2 separate regions of the Danio rerio genome follow, and region 2 is linked to region 1. Evidence: chromatin contacts called from public Hi-C data. All regions are on one chromosome and are shown on one strand. The core of a region is the stretch at or near the end of the contact, and the rest is flanking DNA. Distances in the headings are between cores, read along the strand shown.

Region 1 (5,688 bases), core at 1,817-4,316:
AACTGACAAGGCTTTAAAACAATTGCAGAAAACAAACTTTTGTGAGCATGATAGACACACATCAAAATAGATTATCTAAATCATGGGTTTAAAAATATCTGTCCTTTTCTAGAAGGATTGGGAGCAGTTAATTTGCAGATAAAGAGACAAGACCATTTAAAGCAGGTCTCAAACACGATCCCTTGAGGGCCGCATCTCTGCAAAGATTTGCTCCAGTCCTAATCAAAACACAGCTGATCCAACTAATCAAGGTGTTCAAGACTACTAAAGACTATTAAGCAGATGTGAATTGGAGATGGTTGGAGCTAAACTATGTAGAGCTGCGGCCCTCCAGGAATTGAGTTTGAGACCACTGATTTAAAGAAACTAAAATATGTCACAAATGGTCTGCGTGGTAAATAGTTTAAATTTCACATAAACTCTGGGGAAAAATAAAACATATATTGTATCTTGATAAAGAAACATAAGTTGTCTTTTTTTGATGGTGTGTATTGATAGTCTGCTACTTAGTCTACTTGAAACAACATCACAAATGTTTTTGTTGTGCATTAAGGAATTTATTTGAATGCCTTGCACTGTATAAAAATTAATATGCCTCAGAGCAGAATTTCAGTTAACCAATTTTATCGTTTTTATGCAAAATTCTACATATACAGTTTATTAATGTAGAAAGTGTCTTATTTTGTGATTGTGAGACAAACATGCAATCATGTTTAAGGTACAAATTATATAATTACTGCATTAGCAACAGACAAAGTACAAAGGATTAATAGCATTTGATTAAAACATTTCCTAGTAAGATTAAAACAATATTTTCCCCCTTATTTTTAAGTATATCTAAACTTGTATTAAACAAGTGACTCTTATTTTGATAATGAAAGAGGCAGGGCGACTAAAACGCTTATATATTCCTTTTTTATATATGTACCAAATGATGTTTAACAGAGCAAGTAAATTTTCACATTATGTCTGATAATATTTTTTCTTCCGGAGAAAGTCTTATTAGTTTTATTTCTGCTAGAATAAAAGCAGTTTTAAATTTTTTAAAACGCATTTTAAGGCCCCTTTAAGCTAATTTCTTTGATAGTTGACAGAACAAACCATCATTATACAATAACTTGCCTAATTACCCTAACCTGCCTAGTTAACCTAAACCTATTTAAGCCTTTAAATGTCACTTAAAGCTGTATAGAAGTGTCTTAAAAATATCTAGTCAAATATTATTTACTGTCATCATGGCAAAGATGTTTCTCATAGATCTGTTGCGGCTGGAAGTGCATCAGCTGCGTAAAAAACTTGCTGGATAAGTTGGCGGTTCATTCCGCTGTGGCAACCCCGGATTAATAAAGGGACTAAGCCGACAAGAAATGATGATCATGGCAAAGATAAAATAAATCAGTTATTAGAAATTAGTTATTAAAACTATTCTCTTTAGAACTGTCTTGAAAAAAATCTCAGAAATTGGGGAAAAATAAACAAGGGGCGAATAATTCAGGGAGGCTAATAACTCTTCAACTTCATCTGTGTGTTCTTGTGTTTGTGTGTGTGTGTGAGTGTGTGTATGTATGTATATATATAAATATATATATTTGATAATACAAAATGCAGGATGTACAAGTTATACATTTATTCAGTACTGCTAATACTGCATACTGCTAATGATAATTACATTATACAAATGCAAACTGTCATAAATAAACTGAAAAAAATATCTATTTCAGTTCTTCAAAACAGCAACGCCCCAACAACACACTTCCTTTTTAGACAGGCACACTCATGAGTCCACAAAGTGGTGCAAATGGATTTGCTATATAAAAAACAAGCAACAAAATGTAAAAATTAGGGTTGTGCTGGTCTGAAAATAACAACAAATCGGCCAAACACATCTTGCACCTTATTGCGCAGGGTGTATTATGGGGCCCTGTGTCTGTCTGTCTGTCTGTCCGTCCGTCTCTCTCTCTCTCTCTGTGTGTGTGTGTGTGTGTGTGTGTGTGTGTGTGTGTGTGTGTGTGTGTGTGTGTGTGTGTGTGTGTGTGCATGCGTGTGAGAGAGACAAAGAGAAAAACAGTGAGTAGGTACAGACAAGCTAAGGAGCGTCAGAGCAGAGCTCATTAATATTTATGATCATTCCAAATAAGGTAAAAACTGAGCTTTTATTTCGAGGGGTAATTCCAGTAGTTACAAATAAACAAATAAAGCTGTTTCTGAAGAATGTTTTATATTACCTATGCCACATACCTAGAAATCAGAGATGAGACAGTGAATCTATTATGGCTGTACTTGTAGAGGCATATTCAAAAGTGTTACCAAAATTGTATAACCACTGTTAAAAACAACTAGAGTACAGTTTACTGAACCACTCCAAAACCCTGTCTCACGTAATTTCTGTCCTCCATCATCACCTTTTCAAACTCCTAGCTCAGTCTCCCTCCAGATCAAATAGGCCGGGAGGTCAATAGCAAACACTTCCATCCAGTGACACTGAGTTCAACCGAAGGGAAAGTACTCTGTTTCCATACAGGACAAAAGAAATGATCACTGGGTTTTTACGCAGTAATGAAGTGTCACTCATCGCATGCTTCATTACTTTAAAGGGGAGGCACAAAAGAGTGTGTGATATGGATCCCACAAACGTGAAGCACAGAAGCCGATCGCTGCATGTTTTTTTTTATAGAGAAATAATCCATTATAATGCTGAAGGGTAATTATAATATAATTTTTCTCCATAATTTCAGCAAGTCGTCTCACATTACACAAAGGGTATGAAATGATGGGGAGTAGACATGGGAACTAGAGCTGGAAAAAGTTTGTCCGCTGTAAATAAGTAAACCGATACTCTTACAAATACTGAGGTTGTAGTTGCAAAAAAAATAGCAAATATGTAATGATTCAACATTCAATAATCCAAAAGAAAAAAACTGAGAAATAAAACAATAAGTAGAGAGAGACAATGTGTTGTAAGGTAAAATGGGGATGGGGACGTAGGAAAATGAGGGACAGAGCGGCGAAGAGGTAGAGACAGTCTATTGATTTGGTCCACAGTGAGAGATAAGGTATCTCCACACATGACTTTATCTGACTGGTTACATATCAGCAAGCGAGCGCACCGTATCGACACGGCAACATCAGTCAATGCCATATGCTGCTCTATTCATCATGCACTCTCAATAATGACAGGCACACATGGCACTGTTTTTTGTAAATGGGTCAAAAGACAAAAGGGGTTTCAAGTGTAGTACAAAAATACAAAGTTCTTGTTTTCTATCCTGAAAAACAATGACTATTGTAGATTTTGATTTTGATCATGATTCATAAAATCAATCACTAAATCTTGTGCAGTGAGACAATAGTTTGCATACAACAAATATATTTATAACCATAATTTTAATAAATAACATTTTAATAAGTACTGGTTGATAATAAGTACTGTTTAATTGATACATTTTCATTGAAGGCTAATAAAACTTTATTTCCCCCATAATGTGGCATCTTATTTTCACATTTATATGTTTGAAACAATAGATTACATACTACGACTTTAAGAAAATCACTGTAATGTAATTTGATGTGGAGGTGAAGACAAAAGAAGTTTTTTTTTTCCTCATTTGTGTTCGATTTTATGACAATATATAAACAAAATCAAGCTTTAATTTTTGCAATAAATGTTTAAACATAATTAATAAACACTGTAATGACCTCACATCTTCAAAAATACTTTTCCTAGTTTTTTTTGTGTGTGTTGTTTTACAAATAAACATCGTTTTAACAAGATAATCTTTAAGTTACACACTTATTAATTATAATATATTGAAATTAACAAATGTAAGCAATCTTTTAATATATGAAATTCTCATAACACTAAAATTTGACTAAACTGTAAAAAATTAAGCAGAAACAATTGAATTCAGATAGTAAATGGGCAACATGCATAGCAAGTGTTTATTAAAAACCAATACACTTTCAGTGAAAGGTTGATGTTTTCAGTTTTATAAGGTTCCTTTTACAGCATCGATGTTTTAATGTAATTGAAGTATAATAGGTTAAATTGATTTAAGCAATTAATTAGTTGTTCAAGAGTTAAATGAGATAAAAGATGCAAGCGCCATCAGGAGCAACTGAAAACAGAACGATGGAATTTAATTTAGTGCTTCTTGTCCGGTCTGAGACCCACTTTAAATCAAATATCAGTCAGACAGTGAAGGTTACTGCTTAAACACAGCGATTGTGTAATGACATAACGGTTCATGGGAAATGCTTGAGCTGGCTTACTGAAAATTAAAAGTCTGTGTGCAAATGCCGCATTCAAAATCACAAGGAAACAAAATAATAGTTCTATTTTCTTCAAAATATCATTTTTACAATGTGCGGTCCCACTTTATATTAAGTGTCCTTAACTACTATGTAGTTGCATCAAAAAATAAATGCAATGTACTTACTGTGATCATAATGTATTTGAGAACACTTGTGGTGCTCTTGAGTTGGGATAGGGGTTGGGTTATGCAAAGGTTTGGTGGTATGGGTAGGTTTAAGGGTGGGTTAAGGTGTAGGGGATGGTCAGCAGTATATTTACAAATGTAATTACAGAAGTTAGTTACAGATGTAAGTACATACAGGTATTAAATCAAGCATAAGTACACAGTAAATACATGTATTTACACAATAAGTACATTGTAACAAACTATTAGTTCCTGTGTAAGTACATATTAATTAAGGACACAATATAAAGTGGGACCCAATGTGCTATTGCATTTGCTTATGAAATGTCTCTATTCTCTTCCAAAAGTATAAACCCTTATGTACTGTTCAAATTACCTTTGTCATGTTGGGTTGTTGCTAGAACGGATATGGTTGTGGCCGGAAGGTAACGAGAATTATTTATCTTATTTATTCAATTTCCCATTTATTGTATTTTATTAACTTCTACCCCTACCCTAACCCGAAACCCAACTGTCACAGTAATGTAAAAAAATAGTAGTTGTACAGAGTATCATTTATGTCATCTATTAAATGACCCAATAAATTGTATTTTTTAACACCTACCCCCACCCCAACCCTAAACCCAACCATCACAGTACTGTAAAAAATATTACTGTTGTACAGTGTCAAATAAAAAAAAAATGCTGCTATATTTATGCGCATATCGCAGTTCCGACTCGCTGCGTATCCAGTTCACACTTTATCGTTATGTTGGGGGCTGTTTTTGCCCCATTGACTTCCGTTACAACTACGTGTTTTGATTGCTAGCCATGACACCAAATAATCATGCATTCTGGATTGTTGGTGTTTTTCCTGTTCCTGAAGAGGTTAAACTGATTTTTTATTTTATTTTTTTACTGTTGACCATCAGTTGACAGCATCAACCATTAAGGCCTGTGGAAAAAAAACGTTTCCGACTTTTATATGGAGTTCTATTGAGTAAAACGACAAATTATAGTGTGTGTCAATAAAACTATGTTTACTACTGTATGTTCTGAGAACTGAGCTGTTTTTTTTATCTTCTCAAACATATCAAGGTACAGTATGTGTGCAAATGTCTCACACATGCACACACACTATACTCCATATAACCATATCATTTTAAATCAGAAACTAAGCTTTTTTTTTTTTTTTGCACAGCACCTGATGATCAACAGTAAAAATTAAAAACACTATTTGTTTTACAAATAAACATCTCTTAAATATGATAAT
Region 2 (5,796 bases), core at 758-3,257, 81 kb before region 1:
GGAGACTTATCTCTTAGAGCTCAGACTGACTAACGTTACCTCTGCTGGACCTACTCCGGATGCCTGGACCCACTACCCAATTCCAGCCCGAGTCAATCGAGCCAGATGCGGCGGCCGAGCGAGCCGGAATCAGCCCGCGACGCCGCGAGTAAGTTATGCGCTGCGGCCTGGAGCTGGCGCGATTGAATATATAAAACCCTCATATTTGTTAACGTTATTACATCCATTTGTGTTGATATGACAGCAAACGCATGCTGAGAAGTTCGGGGGGCGTAGTTGATTTTACATAAAGCGTTTGATTGGAAGCTCGACTCTGCTCATTTTCGCGGCTCCTCCTCTGGCTCCATCAGAAAATCCTTCTGCGCATGTCAAGGCTCCAATTTCAGCAGTCTTTTGCGACAGTTTGTGCCCGTCAAGCAGGCGTTTTGCCCTCAAGGCGTTCAATGGGAAAAAGGGCTGTCGCGTCGTCCATATTTTTTACAGTCATTGGATCAGACCGCCCAAAAGCCATCATTCCATGCGATATGTGGGCCGCATGTAAGTGTCTGTTGTGGGCCGGATTTAAGCCACATGAATTTTGCTACATGGGAAACAACAGGCTAAAATTGTGTTAAAATCACATGTTTCTTTTTCTAGATTGCTTTTAAAAACATTATGAGTTGGGTTTAGGGAAGGGGTCAGTTGGTCAGTTATTCAATCGACAACAAGCTGGCCTGGTTGGCTTAAGTGTATTGCGCCCTCTGGTGAATTTACACAAGAAGAGGATGCGCAAGAGGAATTTGTGATCATCAAAAAGCGTACACATCAGCCAAAAACTGAGCAAACGCATCGCTGGTCACACATTTCGCTGTCTCCAGAAATGTAGATACTATGTATCTATAGTAAGCCTGGGTTAGCCCTTGCATTTTTAAAAAGTTACATGTTTACATGACAACATTTTCAAAACATTATGCGGTCTACACATCCAGGAGAATGACCAAAAAATTGTATTATATATTAGGCCAGAAATTTAAAAAAAAATTTTTTAAAGTTTTTGGCTGAAAATATTGTCATGTATCTGTCTCCTAAGAACTAAGTACACCTCACACCATCAACCTCAAGGGAAACACCAAAGGCTGCGGTCTTTAACAACATTGTTAGTATGTCCACCTCCCATGCTGGAGATGCTAAAAAAACAGTAAGAGTTTAAACTGTTAGCGGGCCAAAATGAAAAATGGACACAACTGAGTTTCTATACATAAAACAAATATATATTTTTAGAAGTTTCTTTCAGTTAGTTTCACAAAATAAAGTCATGTTTGGAACAACACAGAGGCTGAGCATTGGATGACAGAATACATTTTTTTATTTGTGCCTTTAAGTAAACATCTACGACTACAACACAATGAGTACCAGTGGCTGCCATCTGTGAGGTACAATTTAAACATCCTACACGTCAAAACTCTAAGGACAACATACTTTAATCAAAGATTACAAACAACGATAGAGCCGTACAAACAAAAATAATGATTAGCGTTCATCTCACAGGCAGAACTAGCTGAAACACAGCTGCATGGGGAATTAAACAGTGGGGCTCTCTATGGGAAAATGAGTGCAAATCATAATTTAGTCAGGACGGCCATTTGAAGCTCCGGCCTCTCTTCATCTCACTTATCGAGCCATCGGATATAGCTGATGTTATTTTTCTCCTCTTTTTCACAAAACATGAATAGAGCCTCTGTCATTTAAGCAGGCAGAGAGAGATGGAATGCGTTCGTGTGTGTTTATGCGGGGTGTGCGTCCAGCGTCAGTTTGGGGGAGTCTGTCAGTCTGGGTGCTAGAAGGGGTCTGGGATGTCTCCTTCCTGCTGACTTCCTTATCGCCATGGAGATCCTGAATCTATGTCTCTCTGGTGTCCGCCGTTGCTCCCAAGGCACACACAAACTTTCATTCTCACACAAATACATACACACACAGAGACGCGGGGCGGGATGCAGGAAGCCGTCCTCCACCTCACTTGAAGGTATGCCCCTGGTGAAAAAGCTTCCAGAGGGCGTATGTGTGTTAAAGTTCTTTGGTGGGGCCCCAGAAGTGAGCTGATCGTTTGTTTTCAGAGCCATTACTATGACAGGCTGTTTACTGAGAGGGGCAGATTACAGTTGCACTCTGCACTGCTGTTAGTGCACCAGAATAAACAGCCACACCAGCGCGGATTACTGTTATTAATGAAGAGCATCTCCATTCCTGTCTACTTATTTTGATATATACTAATCAGTGGTGGTAAAAAGTACAGAAAATAAGCACTTGAGTAAAAGTACAGAGAGTCCCTAATCAAATATTTCCTGTGAAGAAGTATAAAGTCCTCTTTTTAAATATAACTTTATTTAGGTACAAAAGTATTTAATTTTAATTTTACTTAAATAATAAAAGTAAAAACACTTACTGATGAATGTTTATTTTGCAAGTAAGCTGAATGACCAAAACTTGTCATGCTCTCATAACTACACTGATAAGTCATACCAAAAAATGAAAACACATTCACACGTTGAACCCCATTCAGATCAGTTTATAAAATCAGAGAATTATTTACAGGAGACTCTGGCTGCGTTCCAATACACTTTCAGACATGTACTCGCAAATTACTCTTTACTTGTTCTCTCAGAGAGTCCAAAGGAATTAAGTGGATGAGGGAAGCTTATATGGACATACCCTTGATCCCTCGATTTTGACTGAGGGAGCAAATCGGCTTCATATTAGGGTTGGGTGATTTGACCTTAAATAAAAATCTTGAGTAATTAAACATTTTAACTTGATTACGATAAATGAACGATTATTTTATTTATAATTTTTTTTTGCCCTCATAGTTCACTGACAGGTTTTGTACAGTAAATATGCTCAACATTACAAGTGAGAGATTTTTCCAATCATCGTCAATGTAGTACAAAGTAAGGGTCAAGAATAGGTCCATCGTCCTACTTGACCAGAGATCAGATGTGGCTGCAAAGCCTTTAAAGGCTGGTTTATGCTTCTGCGTCGAGTAATCGCCGTGACCCAGAGAGCCTGCCTTGCACATAGCTGTGCATTTATACTTCTGTGTGCTGTTTGTGTTGCTTTGCAACATTTCCGAAACGTTAGCTGGTAGCGGGTTTTTATGTTCCTCTGTATCGAGTTTCTATAGAGTTTTGCTGTTTCTAAAGGCTACTTTAATATAAAGGTTGCTAAAACTCAGAGATGGGAACCGGACGAGGTGCAACAACTTTAATCATAGGGTAAAAACAAACAAAAAAGTTTCCATGTGGAGCTTGTCAGCGAGACTTTACACTTTTAAACACTCGTTCAATGGGCTCCGCACCACTCAGCCTCATAACAGCTACCAAACAACCAATCACAGACCTTGCGTTATGCGTCATCGCAAGTTTTGAGAGGTGCATGGGTGTGTGACTGCGCAAAGGTAGCATCGCGCCGAACACTTGACGCAGAAGTATAATAATAAATAAATCAGCCTTAACAAAGTGGGGTCCCATGACTCCACATGTGGCAGAAAAGTAATCAAAAAAATCAACCTGAAAAAATTAGATTACGATTATTTTTCGATAATCGCCCAGGCCTACTTCATATGTCCACTCCAGCATCTATATGTCCCAGAATGCAATGTGATTGTGACGTCACAACAGTGCACCTTCCAAGTGCTCAAGGGTTTAGTGGATTCCACTTAAACCCATTCAGATGCTCTGCCGGTAGTGGACACTAGTGTGATGTAATCAAGAACATACATCTGAGGGAACGAGATGAAGGTAAGTTGAAGTGCGTGAAGGGCATAAAAATTGGACTGGAATGCAGCCTTACTCTGACTGAATCATTTAAATCAGTGAATCTTTTACTAAAGTCTTACTTTGAATGTATCTTTTGACTAAGTGAATCTTTTACTGAAGTCACACTTTGAATGGATTTTTTAAATTAGCGAATCATTAACTAGAGATTTACACTGGGTTCTATTCAGAAGGGCTCATCATTTCGTCTTTAAGCGAATGCTAGGTCAGCGGATTTGAGACGCAGAGAGGAGTTGAACAGGAAGACGGGGTTCGAATGATTCCAGAAAGCGGGTAAGACAAAAACAGAAGCCAAAAAAAAATAAATAAATAAAATAAAATAAACAAGTTATTAACAGGGTGAGATTGTGGTAAAATTTGAAAAGGTGGTTAAAATCAGGCGAGGCCTTTTCTTTTTCTGAATTGCTTTTAAAAAATTTTGGTTGGGTTTAGGAAAGGGGGTGGGCGGGTCAATCGGTGCTTTTGAAAACACTATCGGTTGGGTTTAGGGAAGGAGGATGGTGGGTCAGTTGATCTGTTAGTGAGTCATTCAACAGCTGTCTCAGCTGGTGGATTTTACATGAGAAGAGTAGGTGCAAATGGCATTCGAAAGAGATATTTGAGATCTGAAAAAGCAAACATGGCGGCTCTAGTGGATTTGTGAAAACAAAAACGAAAGTTTTTTGCAAAAAAAAAAACCCCTCTTGAGACGTATTTGGCGCTCTCCAGAAATGTATATAGCGGTACGTTTTCAGAATGAGTCTAGGTTGTAAGAAGCCTATAACAATCGCAACTTTGCTCAATCACATTTAAGATTAAAACTAATGAATTACTCAGTAGTGAGTAAATTTTCATTATCTGACAAACTGTCCCTTTAAATATGTGTAAATTTGATGCTGTAAACTTCTGTTTTTTTGACTATGCTGCCATTTGCACACCAAATTAAATCACATTTATTTTTGTATGAGTCAGAGATTAACTAAAATAATTTCAGAGATAGTTCATGCAATCAAAATGTTCAAAATGTTGGTTGTGGTGGAGGAGTTAACATTAAGATACATTCACTATTCGTCAAGCTTAAGATAAGTTAAAAAAAATAAGAATTCATAATCATTCATTTTCTCTTTGGCTTAGTTCCTTTATTAATCTGGGGTCACCACAGCGGAATGAATCGGCAACTTATCTATCATATGTTTTACGCAGCGGATGCCCTTCCAGCCTGTTACTGGGAAAATAATTCATAATTTCTAATGGATTTTCATGTTTTAAGACTGAAAGTCAAGCCATTAAAGTTTTAATCTGACTTTAATTTAACAGGAAAAAGAAACATACAAATATTTCATACTTTTACTGTTGCATCTTATGTCAGAGCACTGCCAGAAAAGCTTATAGCTTGAACACAGAATTTGTTAGTTTGAATAAAAATCTCCTCCTGGGACATAAAAGTGTCAAAAGTTGAAGAAACACCCAAACACAGGTGCGTGTCCTCATTTCTAGGTTTTTGAGTGGTACACACAAGTGTACTATTGATACCTCTTCTTCAGCTCATGATTATGATCAGACTCTGATTCACAGGAAAAAAGACACATAGCATCTTACTATTTGGATACAAACAGGAGAAAGAGCAAATGGACACAGGAGAAAATGTTGGAAAGCCTGTATGGTAGTTTGGTGCCAGACCGGATAGCGTTCCGGATGCCGCTCCACCTGGGAAAGTGACTGAAGTGGAGCAACCCTGGAAAAATAAGGGGGGTAAATTAGGACGATAATTAAAACAGAGTGCTGACAGAAGGAGAGAAGTTCAGCCAAGAGTCTGGCACAACAAACACTCAGTGCCCCGAGACGTCACTACAGTCCTACAGTACTGTACCTACTGACTGGAAAACATCACAAAACCGCTACCAACATGCATATGCAGTATGAGCCTTAAGCAAAGCGAACAGATTTATTGAGTTATGATATTTAATTTACTTAGAAAATATACAGAATAATATTTTGTATCATTTTA

Evidence for each region. Hi-C and Micro-C count contacts between places; a contact is called where the count stands out from the background.
Region 2: a contact with region 1 is called in a Hi-C map of hematopoietic stem cells, with 1.9 times the contacts expected there. The contact joins two enhancer-like sites. A contact is called at or near these places in 4 of 18 Hi-C or Micro-C datasets (caudal fin, embryo, hematopoietic stem cells and 1 more).

The regions. Positions count from the first base shown.
Region 1 is chr12:25,246,584-25,252,271 of GRCz12tu, reverse strand. No RefSeq gene overlaps it. Among named protein-coding and RNA genes, the nearest start is that of bambia, 100 kb to the right of the region's middle. Within about 2 kb of position 3,066, at least 4 of the 62 cell types and tissues checked have an H3K27ac peak or open chromatin away from gene starts, as enhancers often do.
Region 2 is chr12:25,326,587-25,332,382 of GRCz12tu, reverse strand. No RefSeq gene overlaps it. Among named protein-coding and RNA genes, the nearest start is that of map3k8, 36 kb to the left of the region's middle. Within about 2 kb of position 2,007, at least 13 of the 62 cell types and tissues checked have an H3K27ac peak or open chromatin away from gene starts, as enhancers often do.